Regions from separate parts of the Arachis hypogaea genome. Here region 1 is linked to region 2. The links are chromatin contacts, called in public Hi-C maps. All regions are on one chromosome and are shown on one strand. Each heading gives the region's core, a stretch centred on a gene start, on an enhancer-like site or on the middle of the called end of the contact. The rest is flanking DNA. Distances are from core to core; before and after follow the strand shown.

Region 1 (7,076 bases), core at 2,090-4,589, 140 kb after region 2:
CCCGAGGATTCAACGACCATTCCCCGAAAATCAACCACAAAACATCGCTGATGTCTTTATTCTTGGGAGACACGCGTCAAGTACGATGCACTGGCTCCAAAATTCCAGTACGTTGCATACCGACATTCACCCTCCAAGGTCAACCAAAAGGGATGGTACCCCCGAGCATGACAAACTTTAAAGTATTCTCCTTTAAACCCGTGAAAAGAATCTTCAAATAACCCAAAAATTTGTCAGTTCGGATGAACCCGGAACGTTTTTATGTTTTCCCTCCTTGGTCGGAACAATATGTAACCCTTTTATGTTTTTCCTCCTTGGTCGGAAGGGTACATAAAAAGAAGAACAAAAACACCTCCACCCAAGCAGGAAGCTCCAGGTATTCACAAACTAACTCAAAAGTTCGGATGGTCACCCAACTATTAGGATGCAGCTGAGATGGCGCCACCGAACACCGATTAAGTAGCGCCTGCACAAAATCCGAGAAAGGGAGCCACTCCCCCAGTTGCATGAAGATGGATTCATAGACCCACATCCAATCGGCAACTCAAGGGAGTCATGGTTTATATAGCAGACCCTCTCATCCACCCCAGGGAGCATGAGCTCATAGTGATGCTCCACATCACCACCCCACAAACATCCCCTTCATCACAGAGCATCTGGAGGTCCGCCTCCGTCACTCGCAACAGCATCCCGCACATGTCGAAGGTCACCCAATAATACACGTTTGGAACGCCGCCAGCCGAGACAACGGGAGCCCTAGGACCCTCACTTCTCCGTCGCGCCATACCTAAAAAAGAAAGGGGAGGGCACCATCATCACCCCCAAGGACCAAACGAGAAGAAAATCATTAACTAAAGTGCACCCAAAAGGAAGCCCAAAAGACAACCTCTTCCCCTCCTACTCATGACAGAACCACGCCAAAAACAGTGGCATACACCTCCTAATTCTCTACCACTAGCACTAGGAAAAAAACACAAAATAGAGAAATGCAGAAACAGAGAGCAATCGAAAGCAAAACACAGAAAAAACAAAGTAGACAAGCAAGTAGAAGGAGGATACAGAACAAAATACACACCTGATCGTCTGAAATAAGTAGAGAAGGAAACACAGCATGAAAGGCAGAAAGGCAAACGCGCGAATGAAACCAACAAAAAATGCAAGCAACAAGAATGAAATACGGAATAAGAGAAAATGGGAGAAGCAGGGGGAGTTATAAAGCAAAAAGGCACAATTACAAGCAAAACCCCAACGTTTCAAATAAAATACGAAAAGTTGGAGGGAAAAATTGAAAAATCCAAAAAATTTCCCTTGGCATTAAATGTCATTATGGCGCTGAGTGAACCGCAACTAGCGAAACCCCCCTCCCTTCGGAAAAACCAACGAACAGGCGGTGGGGCATCTAGGCATTCCACGATTCTCCGACCTCGGCCGAAAACCACGGATGACACACACCGATATGAGTTCATGACCACACCAAAGCGCCCACAGCGATGAGACTAAACACTCTCACTCTCACTCCGAGGACAACTGTTTCGGACCCGACCTCCGGGTCCTCTTACGAAGCAACCACCGAACCCGATTACCTGGACCTGGGTCACCATCACGGTCCAGGTAAGCCCAATAACCATTGACCAATAAGATAGAAAAAGATAACGACCGCAAACTATATAAAGGGAGTCAAAGACTCCCTCAAATACATTACGCAATCCTATTCCATATTTATACTTCTTAGATCCATTCTAACTTAGGCGTTGGAGTGTTTTTGCAAATACCACCCCGTCACTCGAAGAGTTCAACCCGTCGCCATCAAGACCGGCCAATTCACAACCCGTGCAAGTAACTTCTTGTACAATATCCTTAATCGAATAATCAAATAAAACTAAAATAACAAAAACCTATTATTAACAAATAAACTAACTAACTAACTCTCAGTTATTAACTAACTCTCTTCTATTTCATATCCTCTCCAATTCATAATGTCATACTTCAAATAAAATCACACGAATTAAAGTTGCTTGCGCTACTTAAATTTTTAACTTAATTATTCCCTTCCCCCGCCGACCCGCTCCCACTTCTCTTTGGATTCTCCCATTATTTATTTATTTTTTATTGGTTTGTCCATTAGTCCAATGTATAATTAATTTTACCAAAAATAAGATCTAGTTTTACCAAATAAATTAGATCAACGAACCATAACAGATTAACAGGCCAGGTCAGTGAGATGTTCAATATGACACATGAAATTCAACAATAATACGCCGTACATATAACACAATTAAATTCTAAGTACTGCAATTTCCCTATAGTTATATATTATATCTGTCATCAAATTGTATATCAAACATAAAACTAAAATTGATAATCATATATGTATGAAGAAAATTCAGAGACAATTATATATAAATTGAAATTTTATTAATCACGCACGTACATAACTCATCCGTTATGTACTACGCAATAGTGCAATACAATACACACATACAAAAATAGTAACATATATAAATGCAGTGCTAGAAGTATTATTTATGTATATAATATATGCTCCTAGCCAGCTAGTTCAGATCCAGCATCATGGATCGATCTACGTACGTAGCTCATGATGCGTAATTTAACAGTTTCTGGTGCACCAACAGCGGAAATCGTCGCGGCAGCGGCCGCTGAGCAGGTGCTCCTTGTTCTTGCAGTGGTCGTCGCAGCTTCCAGTGGTGAAGCATGGTCCCCTGTAGGTATCCGCCAGGTTCTCACACGTTGCTGCCTCACTTTGCACCACCATTTCCTCTACACGCACCAACATTAAGGTATCAACAATTTTTTTAAGAGGAATGCTAGGGGCCAGCAATTTTGGTGTTTTGTAACCATCAATTAGCCATCAATAGTATTTTTAATGGTGTGAGATTACATCTAATGGTGGGAGATCACTCACTTTTGTTTTGATAGTTAAGTGCTGACCAAAAATTACAAAAGTTGCTGACCCCCTAGACTTTTTCTTTTTTTAATATATAATAATATACATATATATAATTATTTATAGGTCTCTATCTACAATAGTTCAAATATAAATCAAAATTTTTATAACTAAATGGCTCGATATAAATTTTAATTTTTTTTGTTGCCTTTATAACTATTAGATATATAATCATTTATAATAATATAATAATAGTATACATTATAATTATGTTATATATAATCATGACTTAGGAATACGTGCGTGCGTATATGAAGTAATTAATGACTTACGAGCAACAACGAGGAGGAGGAGGATGAAGCAAAACCCGGTTAGAGATTTCCCCGCCATGGCTTAATGATTAAACTAAACAGCTATATATATAGATATATTGATATATGTACTGAATGAGTAAAGCATACAATATACATCTATATATATACCTGTGCAGGGACAATTTAGTAATTAGCTATATGTGTTTGATAAGAGTTTTTGTGTGGTGTGTGGAAGTTGAGTCCTTGAATTTTCTAGATAAACCTAATTTCAAGGTTAGTTGTGCCTCGGCAAGAAAGAAAAAAAAAATTAATAAAGGAGTGTTTTTTTTTATCCATTGTAATAATAAAAACAAAATAATATAACATATATAATAATTTTTAGTTGAAATAAAATATAAAAAATATTTATTTATTTATTTATTTTTTATAAATCTGCACGGATATTTAATTGAAATTCGCAATCCAATTTTATTAGTTTGCGTATCTGATTAATATCCACCATTTTTAGAACAGAACAGATGCGGATAACACTGTAGATATATGAATGAGATTCAACCTATGAACACTCCTATTTAGAATCAATACTAATTAATAATTAAAATTTTTTAACTATTTTATTAGGAGGTACTAATCAATATTAACTCATCGAAAGCTCACGAACTGGCTCAAATAAAAAATAATCTATAATTTTATATCAATGAATTATAACTTTTATATATATATATATATATATATAAAAATCCAACCGACTAGCCAAAGAATCGAACCCCTATCCGATTCGGTTTGATATCCTCATCGTTTAAGTAAAAAATCGTTCAAATTCGTTTGAACCGGTCAAAACCAATCAAACTGCAGCGATTTTGCAAAATTGCTGCAGCAAGGTGTCAAACCTTGGACGGTTGGACCTTAGCAATGGATGGACATGACTCCCCCACTAGGCCAACTATCTTCTTACTATATATATATAGTGTGTTTATAATTTTATATATTTAATACCTAGTATAATTTAAAGAAATTTTTTTTTGTTATATATATTTGTTCATATAATATATATATTATATAAAAACTCATATTATATTATAATTTATATATAATTTAATTAAGTCAAATTTAAGTTATATCAAATATTAATTTTATTTTTTAATAATAATATAGTATTTTTTATTTTAATTATGAATATTTTTATTTTATTATAATTTTATATATTTATTTTATTAGAATTTATACAATTATCAAAACAAATATTAAATATTTTAAATATTTATATATTAAAATATTAATAAATATATATATTTTAAATTTTAATTTTATATTTTTTATTTATGTGAAATCGGTTTTATCGGTTCAACCAGTAATTTATTGGTTGAACCAATAAACTAATGAACCAGTAACTTAATCGGTTCGATCACGGGTTTGATTCTGACAACTATGATATATATAATCGAGCCAACTCACGAGCTAATGAGCTGAGTTTATCCAAACTCAAGCTCGACTCACCAACTCATAAATTTAGCTTATCGAACTATTAATGAGTCGAGGTCAAATTGGCTCATGAGTTAATTAGACTCACTTCCAGCCCTAGTATTAGCTAAACAGCCTAAAGATTTTCGTATATTATTCAAAATGATAAATGTGTTATTATTTTTTATTAAATTAAAGTAATATTATCTTATATATTAATTCATGGTAGATTCTCAACTTCTTCGTGGTTAGGGGTGAAAATAGACCAAATCGAGTCGAACTTTACCTTTGATGAGTATGACCTATATTATAAATAGATGGCTCAAACTTAGACCTATTACTTTTCATAGGTTTTTTTTCAGGCTAGAGTCCAGTCTATTTAAAGCCCAACAAGCTCACGAGCGCATTTGAAAAGTATATTTCGTGAATTATAACTCAAAACAATAAATTTAAAAAATCTAAATTGTCCTTGAATATATTTTAAAATTTATAATTCATAATTTGTAAAGTATAATTTATTATATATCAATCGTTAATCATATATCATAACCGTATTTATAATACATAAACTTTTTCTTTGAATAAAAAATTTATAATCTTAACTAGTCTTGACTATTGAGTATTGATTCCTTTTAGTTTCATTTTGTGTTTAATACAAGTAAATAATTAAAAATCTAAACTGAGAATTAATTTATTTTTACAAAAAAATATCTTGACGAGTCGACTCAATGAGTTTCATAAGCTTTTCTTTAAAGCTTATGTTCTTTCCCTTTTAAGTAATAGGTTAAAATCTAACTCTGCCTTGTTTAATAAAATGAGTTGAATCACAAGCTTCATCAGATAGAATTTATACAATTATCAAAACAAATCTTAAATATTTTAAATATTTATATATTAAAATATTAATAAATATATATTTTAAATTTTAATTTTCTATTTTATTATTTTTTATTTTTTATTTATGTAAGATCGGTTTTATCGGTTCAATTAGTAATTTATCGATTGAATCAATAAACCAATAAATCAGTAACTTGATCGGTTCGATCACGGTTCAATTCTAACAACTATGATATATATAATCGAGCTAATTCACGAGCTAATGAGCTGAGTGTATCTAAACTAAAGCTCGGCTCACCGACTCATAAATTCAGCTTATCGAACTATTAATGAGTCGATGTCAAATTGGCTCATGAGTTAACTAGACTCACTTTCAACCTTAGTCTTAGCTAAATTGCCTAAAGATTTTCGTATATTATTCAAAATGATAAATGTGTTATTATTTTTTATTAAATTAAAGTAATATTATTTTATATATTAATTCATGGTAGATTCTCAACTTCTTCGTGGTTAGGGGTGAAAATAGATCAAATCGATTCGAACTTTACCTTTGACGAGTATGACCTATATTATAAATAGATGGCTCAAACTTAGACCTATTACTTTTCACAGGTTTTTTTTTTTCAGGCTCGAGTCCAGTTTATTTAAAGCCCAACAAGCTCACAAGCGCATTTGAAAAGTATATTTCGTGAATTAGAACTCAAAAAAATAAACTTAAAAAATCTAAATTGTCCTTAAATATATTTTAAAATTTATAATTCATAATTTGTAAAGTATAATTTATTATATATCAATCGTTAGTCATACATCATGATAAGAAATAACAAAAGAATAGATAAATGGGATTTTTTCTACTATACTTCTAAGATACCTGTGCTTAGCAACCTAGATCACCGGAAAGGATTTCCTACTAGACCTTCAAAGAACTTGTCCTTGACAACCTAGATTAGAGGGACAAAAACGGAAAGAACCACCATGCAGATCACCTTAGTGTTGGATCCTTCAATCTTCTTCATGCAACAAACGAAGCAAATCACTCACCTCACTTCTCACACAATAAAACGTGCATAAAGCACTAAAGAAATTTTATTCATTAAAGTTGTGTAAATTATCTCATCAAAGGTGTTTAAATAGGCCCGTAACAAACTAACTAAAAGATAAGATAAGATAACTTAATTTAAATCAGATTTGATCTTATTGGATTAGATCAGATTTGATTTAAATTTAAAATTCTAAAAATATGATAACTAATTTAAATCAGATTTGATCTTACTAGATTAGATCATATTTGATTTAAATTTTAAAATTCCTAAAAATACTACTAAGCAAATTAAAAGTAAATCAAATCTTCCAATAAACTCTAACAACAAAACAAACTTAAAATAAAGGCCTAAATATTCGAAAATCAATAATAAATTATGCCTCCCATTGAATTTAAAAAGCATTATTACGCTTCTTGCTGTCCTGATTTAGCTTATTGGGCCTTGTGCGTTGTTGCCCTCTCAGCACCACTGTTTTTGAGACGGACTCTTGGTTTTCTTGATGTCCAAGACTCGCAT
Region 2 (7,270 bases), core at 1,608-4,107:
CTCTACTTCCTTATCCATCTTAAGTCATAATTATTTCCTTCAACAAATAAGACAATAACTAGCTTTATATTTTCGATAAGCAAATGTTATAGCCTTATTCAAATTTTTTATGATTGACACGTTGATTTTAGTATTGCTTAAAAGCTTCTTTTTGGCAAGTTATTGCCACCTTTTTTCAGTGTTATCAGAAGTACTTTAGATATGATGAATCATCCATAGAATAAGATACTGAAGAATGGCATGAAGTTCTGTATGTACTAAAATGTCTTTTTTGTTATTGCAGTGGCAGTTTGGTTATAATTCCTGCTTTATCAGGAATCACATGCTTGTGTACTTAAGGCTAATCTTAGGGTATGCTGAAACCATGAGATCCTTAATTCCATTTATTTAAGATGTTAAAAAAGCCATGTGCCATTTTATACCTTTTCTATATAAACTTTGTAGGTTTGCAGGACAGTTTCTCTGCAGTTACAGTACCTTGCCACTATATGCGCTCGTTACACAGGTAATCCACGACCTAAATCGGTCGGTTTCTGTTGTATGTTTTCTGCTTTCAGGATTTTGTTGGTGGAAAATAGTGGAAAACAAGAAAATTTGTTTTCCAAATTTTTTAACCTCCATTATTTACTTCACAAAATTCAAAAAACAAGAAAACATAAGTCATGCTGACCCTATAGATCTGTTTAATTCAAGAAGATATTTTCTACGTTCATTCTTCAATATTCATTGGCAAAATATCAGATTGTTTTCATTCAAATTAATTTTTGTGCATCGACATCATAGAAAGTTCCACATTATACTAAGTTGGCATTTTTATCCAATTTTGTTAGTGGGCATGTAAACAGTGAGTGAGAAATTAGTTCCTGATCAAACCAAACAAAATCATTATGATATATCCGACTATATGACATGTTTTCAGTTGTGTGTCTCAAAAAGTCAATGATGGCACACCTAATTCCAAGGCTTCATTAGGAACCATGTGTATGTGATGCTTTTAAGGCATGGAGTTGGTTTGAGTGAATCATTCAAGTTCAATTTCGATGTACTAAGTTAAAGAATTTTACACTATTATCTAATAAACTTTTTCTTTTGGATCACAATTCGCGTTAGTCGTAACTGAGTGTAAAAGGAATTACTTTTACACTCTGGTGAATGGTGTTTTTCAATGAAGAGTGAAGATTGTTCTTTTTACAATAGGAAAAAAAAAATATTTAAAAAATAAAGACATCATATGCAATGCACACTCCTTTAAAAAATTTTGTTACAATATTCACTCTTCGCCAAATTTCATTATTCACCATAGAAATCCCCTTAAATATGTGTAAAACATTTTAAACTGCATAAAGTTAAATCTGAATCACTGGATTCTTGCCACTTTTATTTCTCATGCAATAAGATCTTTCTATGTTTTTTTTCAGATGGGAACAAACTATAAGGCTGCATTGATTCCACAGAGGATAAGGGAGACAATCCATGGATGGGGCAAGGCAGCTAGGAGAAAGAGAAGGCATGGTATGTTCGCCGATGATTCCACCATTCACACGGACACGAGCACTGTACTATCTCTCGAAGAAGACGATAGAATGGTTGATATCCCTGAAACTGGTACTGACCATGTCACTGGAACTGAAGTAGAATTACAACCCGTAGCAGCTGCTACGGCTACTCCTTCGCCGCCAGCTGCAAATGAAGCTTCAAGTAGGGCTGCCACACCACTCCTTCGACCATCGGCTTCAATATCTTCGTCGGGACCATTCAGTTTGAGAGCAGAATCTATTCCAAGATGTTCTTCTATGCCAATGCCAAGTGGAAGGTAATGAGCAATGAATGAAAGGAAAAAATAGCAGCAGCAAAGAATAGTAAACGGGTACATTAATAAAAATGGCTTTGTTGTATAATTCAGAAGCTAAATTATAAGGTGATTACTTTTGGTTACAACAAAAAAATGCAATTTAGAGGGTTAGGTATCAGGTCTCTTTTGGTTACAAACGGTTTTGCTAATCCTTGTGCTAAGGGCATTGGCTAAAGAATCTAGAGTATAATACTTTTGAAGGAAAAATAAATTTCCTAGAAGTTTCAAATGTGTTAATTGCCTTAGAAATTTTAAGAAAACTTACCCTTTATTTTTTAGTCTCTGCCCTTAGAGCAATTCTTTCCAAAACCTTTTACCATTTACTAATTTTGTGTGGGACAAATGTAGAATGGGAAAGATTTGTGCTGTTGATGATGCCATGTTGCGACTTTGTGGAGTATATGGACCAAGTATATTTGTATATTTAACCCTTTTTATTATGTTTTGAAAGAATGTATATTAAGCTTTAATAGAACTACAAAATGGGAGGAAGCAATCTTGAGATTAGTGTTTGTAACTTGGGAGTAAGCAATCTTTGTTAGTGTTTGGTTGAGTGGCAAAATATGGTGCTTAATATGGTCATTTCATTACACTTTCAAAAATTTATTTGTCCAAGTGAAAATGACGGATTTGACAAATGTAGGACGTTTGGTTTTGAAAACAAGACAAGCAAAAATTAGTGTTCTTATATTTTGTTTGGTAATAAATTAAAATAAATTATGAAAGTTTAATTTATTCTTTTTTTTGTCATTTAAAAAATTTGGAAAGAAAATATAATAATAAAAAATATAATTATAAAAAATAACAAGAATAATAAAAAAAATAAAAAATAAGTTCTCTTGTTAGTGAATATGTATTTTTTTTTTGTTATGATAAATATAAAATATAATAATTCAGTGTTTTTGAACATACAATACTTCTGTCTATATTTCATCTATCAAACATAAATTTGTGTGAAACTTAATTTTTGGAGATCTATTGAAGTATATACTCTTTTTTCTCAGTATACTTGTACGTTTGCTGGTACATGTATGCCTTACATACTCATATACTTACATACCTGCATATCAACCACTTTCCACTTAACGATTTGAGTGTTTTGGTCACTTCGTATTCCTCCAGCGGAATCATCACAAGCTTCCGCCTTCCGCTACCTAAAATAGTCAATAGGTTATAGGTTCTCCCTTAAACGCTGCCGTTTCATTCTCTTACGTTTTCTTCCCTCTTTCTATTTCTTTTTTAATTGAAACTTGAAAATTTATATATCAACTCGCATTTTTGCGTTTCACTTGTTCTGTTTGTTTGGCTGCCGAGAAAATTAAGGAAAATTTAAGTAAGAAATGTTTGATGAAAAATCAAGGACTTTAATGATACTAATATTTTCTATCACTGACGCCAGCATTTCCAAATTTGAGTTACGTGAAGAATAAGGCTCCTGTATCATAGTTTGCAGCGTAATCTCTGGAATCTTTTCATTTAAGGTGATTATTATCATTTTCCATGTGCTTTCATTCTTCGGTTTTGCTTCTTAGATTGCTCGGAAATTAAAAGTAAATTGTAATGAACATTTGACGAAGGTTTGAAGCCTTACGTAATTGATAAAGTCAAATTGTAAGCTGAGTTTTTTTTTTTTTACTTATTATTATTTTGTAATTTGTATGAACTTACATTCTTCGGTTGTTTGGTAGCAGAGAAAATAAAGGAAAAGTGAAGTAAGAGACATATGATGAAAATCGAGAGACCTTAGCTGCTAACAAACACTCTAGTCTACTGCATTTTCATGAGTTACTTGGAGAATAGTCATTGTAATCTCTTCTTCATTTTTTTTTAAGAAATTAAGTTTTCTTAGGAAAAGTAGCTCCACTGTGATCATTGTTGCTTCTGTTCAAGCTGTTCTTGACAGACATGCTAAGTGCATGATTTTCCATTTCTTTTTGCTTGCTGAGATTTTCTATTACAGTGGCTGGAGAGAAGAACATTTTGAAAATGCCTCCCTACTCTGATGTTGAAGAAAGGGACCTCAGTGTTCTGCTTGAATCTTTTGGTTCTTTATTTTCTCTGGAGGACATAGCAAGTGCATATTGTGAGGCGAAACGCAATGTTAATATGGCTGCTGAGATCCTCTGTGCCTCCTCTAATAGTGATGAGCTCAAGGGTACAATTTCTGAACCTACTAAAGTGTCTTCTGCAAGTGAATTTCCAAATTCCCTTCATGGGAAAAGGAACTCAGGTGCAGTGAAATCAAAGCCTCATCGTGTATCACTTGGCACTGTCTCTGGTGTTGTTGGAAAGGAGTACATTCACCCGAAGAAAATGCCGACTCAAGGCGTGAAGAGCAAACCTTCGAAGATAGATGCAAAGGAGCTGCCAGAATCAGAGACATGGAGTGAAAGGGATTCACTGAAAATTGAAGCAGCAAAGGGCAGCATGAGGGATGATGTTGTAAACTTCCTCTTTCAGATGCTTGGAGATGGCTTTGAGCTTGACAAGGATAAGATACATGATGTTCTTGGTAAATCTTCACTCATCATAAATGGAGAATGAGTTTGATGCTTATTGCATGAAGACAAGTAGTAATGATTGTATTTTAACTATGTATACTCATTTTGCATGGCAAACCATATTGATTCCATCAATGGATGGCTATGAGTGAACTTAGGTAATTGATGATGGATGAGCGGTATGGAGTTCCATGCAAAATGAGTACAACCACCATTTCTCTATTAGAACAGTGGGTTACAAGTTGTCATGATTGTCTTTTACTCGATGCATCAATTTGGGGTAACATATCAACAGAGCTTTTGTCATATTTTCAGTGTCCTGTAGCTTTTTTACTATGACCTTTCATGTTCATTCTACCTATGCCCTGCTTTTGGTACGATAGCTCTCTGATTTTAGTCTAGACTTGACCATGCTATATTTCACAAATTTATTTCTTTTGCGACAGTCACATTTTTACAATTTCACTATATTAATAAATGCTCTTTGTTAATATTTTGTTTGACTATGTGGTTGATAGATGACAAATTGATCTGTGGTATTTGCAGGCCTCTGTGGATATGATGTGAAGAAGGTACACGTGATTTTACCTATTTGCATTTTGGACACTTTGGTAATCTCCTTTGGGCTTAGTTACATGAACACATACTATATTCTCATTGAAGTTGCCACATCAACTGTTAGTTGCCACTAAGTATCATATTGCATAGAGCATAATCTTTGACAGAAAAAGTTGTTTTTAACAAGCTTAGAAAATGGTACCGTACGTAGTTTGTTCTGTTGGCAACTAAATAAGTACAGAACAACATAGAATAGGTTTTAGCTTTCATTTTCCTCCATTTTTGATAATGTATCTCTTTAAAGTTCAAATTTGCTGAAATATTTTCTATTAAGCAGTGAACCTTGTGATGACACTGATTAAAATAGGACGTGCAAAGGAAGTGATTTTGAGAGAATGAGTGGCAACATATGTCTATGATATGTATTGTTTTGGTCAATAACTGAGTTGTAGAATAAGTCCAAATTCTACGATCAAATATCATTTTCTTATGATCATTTAGGTCATTTTCTTCCAAAATCCTCTCCATTATTTTAGTTAAGTGAAAAAATTTCTCTATGATACAAGAATTGATTTGGAGTCGTTATGCAGACAATGGAGGAGCTGCTTGACATGTCAGCTTCTAGATTGGAGAAAGGTGATGATGATCACGGTCTGGCTGGTGAAAATGTAAGGATTCGGCTGAAAACCTAAAGTATAAGTTATACTTGTATGGTTTGCATTATTTGATTGTCAATTGTGATTGGGATTATTGATGACCCTGCACTGGCATGGGCTAATTTCAGCTATTCTCGTGTATATTCTGTTGTAATGCTTCTAATCTTTAAAATCAATCTACCCTCTTATTTGGAGCAAAATCCATCCTGTAAGAAGTTAAAACACATTATGCTTATTGACAATCCAATTGAAATTTGATGTGCCTTAGGTTTTAATATAAACATTCATTCTAGTTTTCTTATTTGGTTTTCTTTTTTATTTATTTGTGTCTTCTGACAGTTAAAAGATCAGCATCCAGATGTAAGCTCTGCATCCAGGTGCATCATTGTCAATGCTTGCTTAGTGTTTCATCTTAAGTAATTGCTTTCTGTTTTTATATTTTTCATGTTCCAACGTGCTTTACTTCATGTGGACATTCTTTGCAGCGAGAAAGAATGCAATTCAATTGATAAAGTAAGGCTTCAGAAAGAAATCTTAGGATCATTATTTTCTTTTCCACAAAGGTCTGAAGAACTGCCAAAGCATAGGCTTCCAGTGAGATCAACCCCATATCGTTATGGTAGACGAGTTGTAAGAATTCCAGATGATACCCCAAAAGTTCAGCAAAGTACTACTGTAGTGCCACAAGTTGTAAAGGAAGGTGTGTTGACGATATATGCTTTACCAAAATTAAGAAATGATGAGAATATAATAAAAATCTGGTATTAGTTCGATGATTATTCTTTGGTGTTTCCAAGACTAGGACCCAGACAAGATAAATATCTCTATAAGAGTTTCATATGATTAACTGAGATGCTTTCGCAGATGGAAAATTAGTTTCGTAAAATAATAACATATCCTTCAAGTCACATGCCACACCATATCACTCACAACATATACGTTAAGCTTTGTGCCAAGATCTTAGGTCAACTTACTCTTTCTCATGTTAGCATTGTGGTTTTGTAACATTGCTGCAATACAGGAACGACTCTTTCTATGCAAAATCCTTTTCTTCTGTATTGATTCATTGAATCTTGTTTCTGAACTCTGTTTAAATGTATTTATTCTGTTGTTAATTCTCTTTGCCACATTACTTCAAATGCAGAGAGCGACGAAGATGAGAATAGCTATAATGTGCTGCGTAGAGCAGTGAGGGAAAATTGGGCTACCATGAAAGAATACTACAGTGCTGTAAGATTCTTTCCTTTGCTTTTCCTTGATATTTCTAGACACACAAAAGTAAAAAATGTTTCTATGTAATGGAACTTGTGGACTTGCCAGGATCAATAGTTGCGATAGCAGTTGCCACTGTTTTCATACAGGAAGATGTCATGGCCTTCTTTTCTGCAGAAAATGCTAAATGTGGTTGGTAAGCCGTGTTAATTATCTCGGCTGTTTTGTAGGCTGTTGATGCATTTGCTAAGGGTGATTATGCACGGGCAGACAGACTTATGGAACAGGTATAGATGAATCTTGTGATTTGTTCGTTTTTATTTTGTCCTTGCATTTTATTTTGAATCTGGTATTTTCGGATATCTCCTGTTAATAATTCAATTCTTTCTTGTGTCACTGTGTGTGTTTGAGTGCACGCTTTAGAGGTTTATAGGATGCAATGATATACAGAATGTATGTTCAAACTGTCTTGTTCTTTTTCAAGGTGTCTA

Evidence for each region. Hi-C and Micro-C count contacts between places; a contact is called where the count stands out from the background.
Region 1: a Hi-C map of leaf shows a contact between it and region 2, with 2.6 times the contacts expected there. The contact joins the promoter of LOC112772840 here to the promoter of LOC112773024 in region 2. A contact is called at or near these places in 2 of 8 Hi-C or Micro-C datasets (both in leaf).

The regions. Positions count from the first base shown.
Region 1 is chr18:24,408,600-24,415,675 of arahy.Tifrunner.gnm2.J5K5, forward strand. It overlaps LOC112772840 (defensin-like protein), which reads right to left and starts at 3,340. Exons shown (of 2, transcript XM_025817845.2): 1 at 3,238-3,340; 2 at 2,394-2,778. The coding sequence starts at 3,295. The coding sequence ends at 2,609.
Region 2 is chr18:24,266,307-24,273,576 of arahy.Tifrunner.gnm2.J5K5, forward strand. It overlaps LOC112773024 (putative nuclear RNA export factor SDE5), which reads left to right and starts at 2,858. Exons shown (of 14, transcript XM_029295304.2): 1 at 2,858-3,022; 2 at 3,252-3,333; 3 at 3,813-4,364; 4 at 4,900-4,964; 5 at 5,502-5,579; 6 at 5,907-5,944; 7 at 6,053-6,267; 8 at 6,712-6,797; 9 at 7,010-7,066. The coding sequence starts at 3,839. It overlaps LOC112770933 (MLO-like protein 11), which reads left to right. Exons shown (of 16, transcript XM_025815426.3): 14 at 284-351; 15 at 445-505; 16 at 1,419-2,369. The coding sequence ends at 1,817.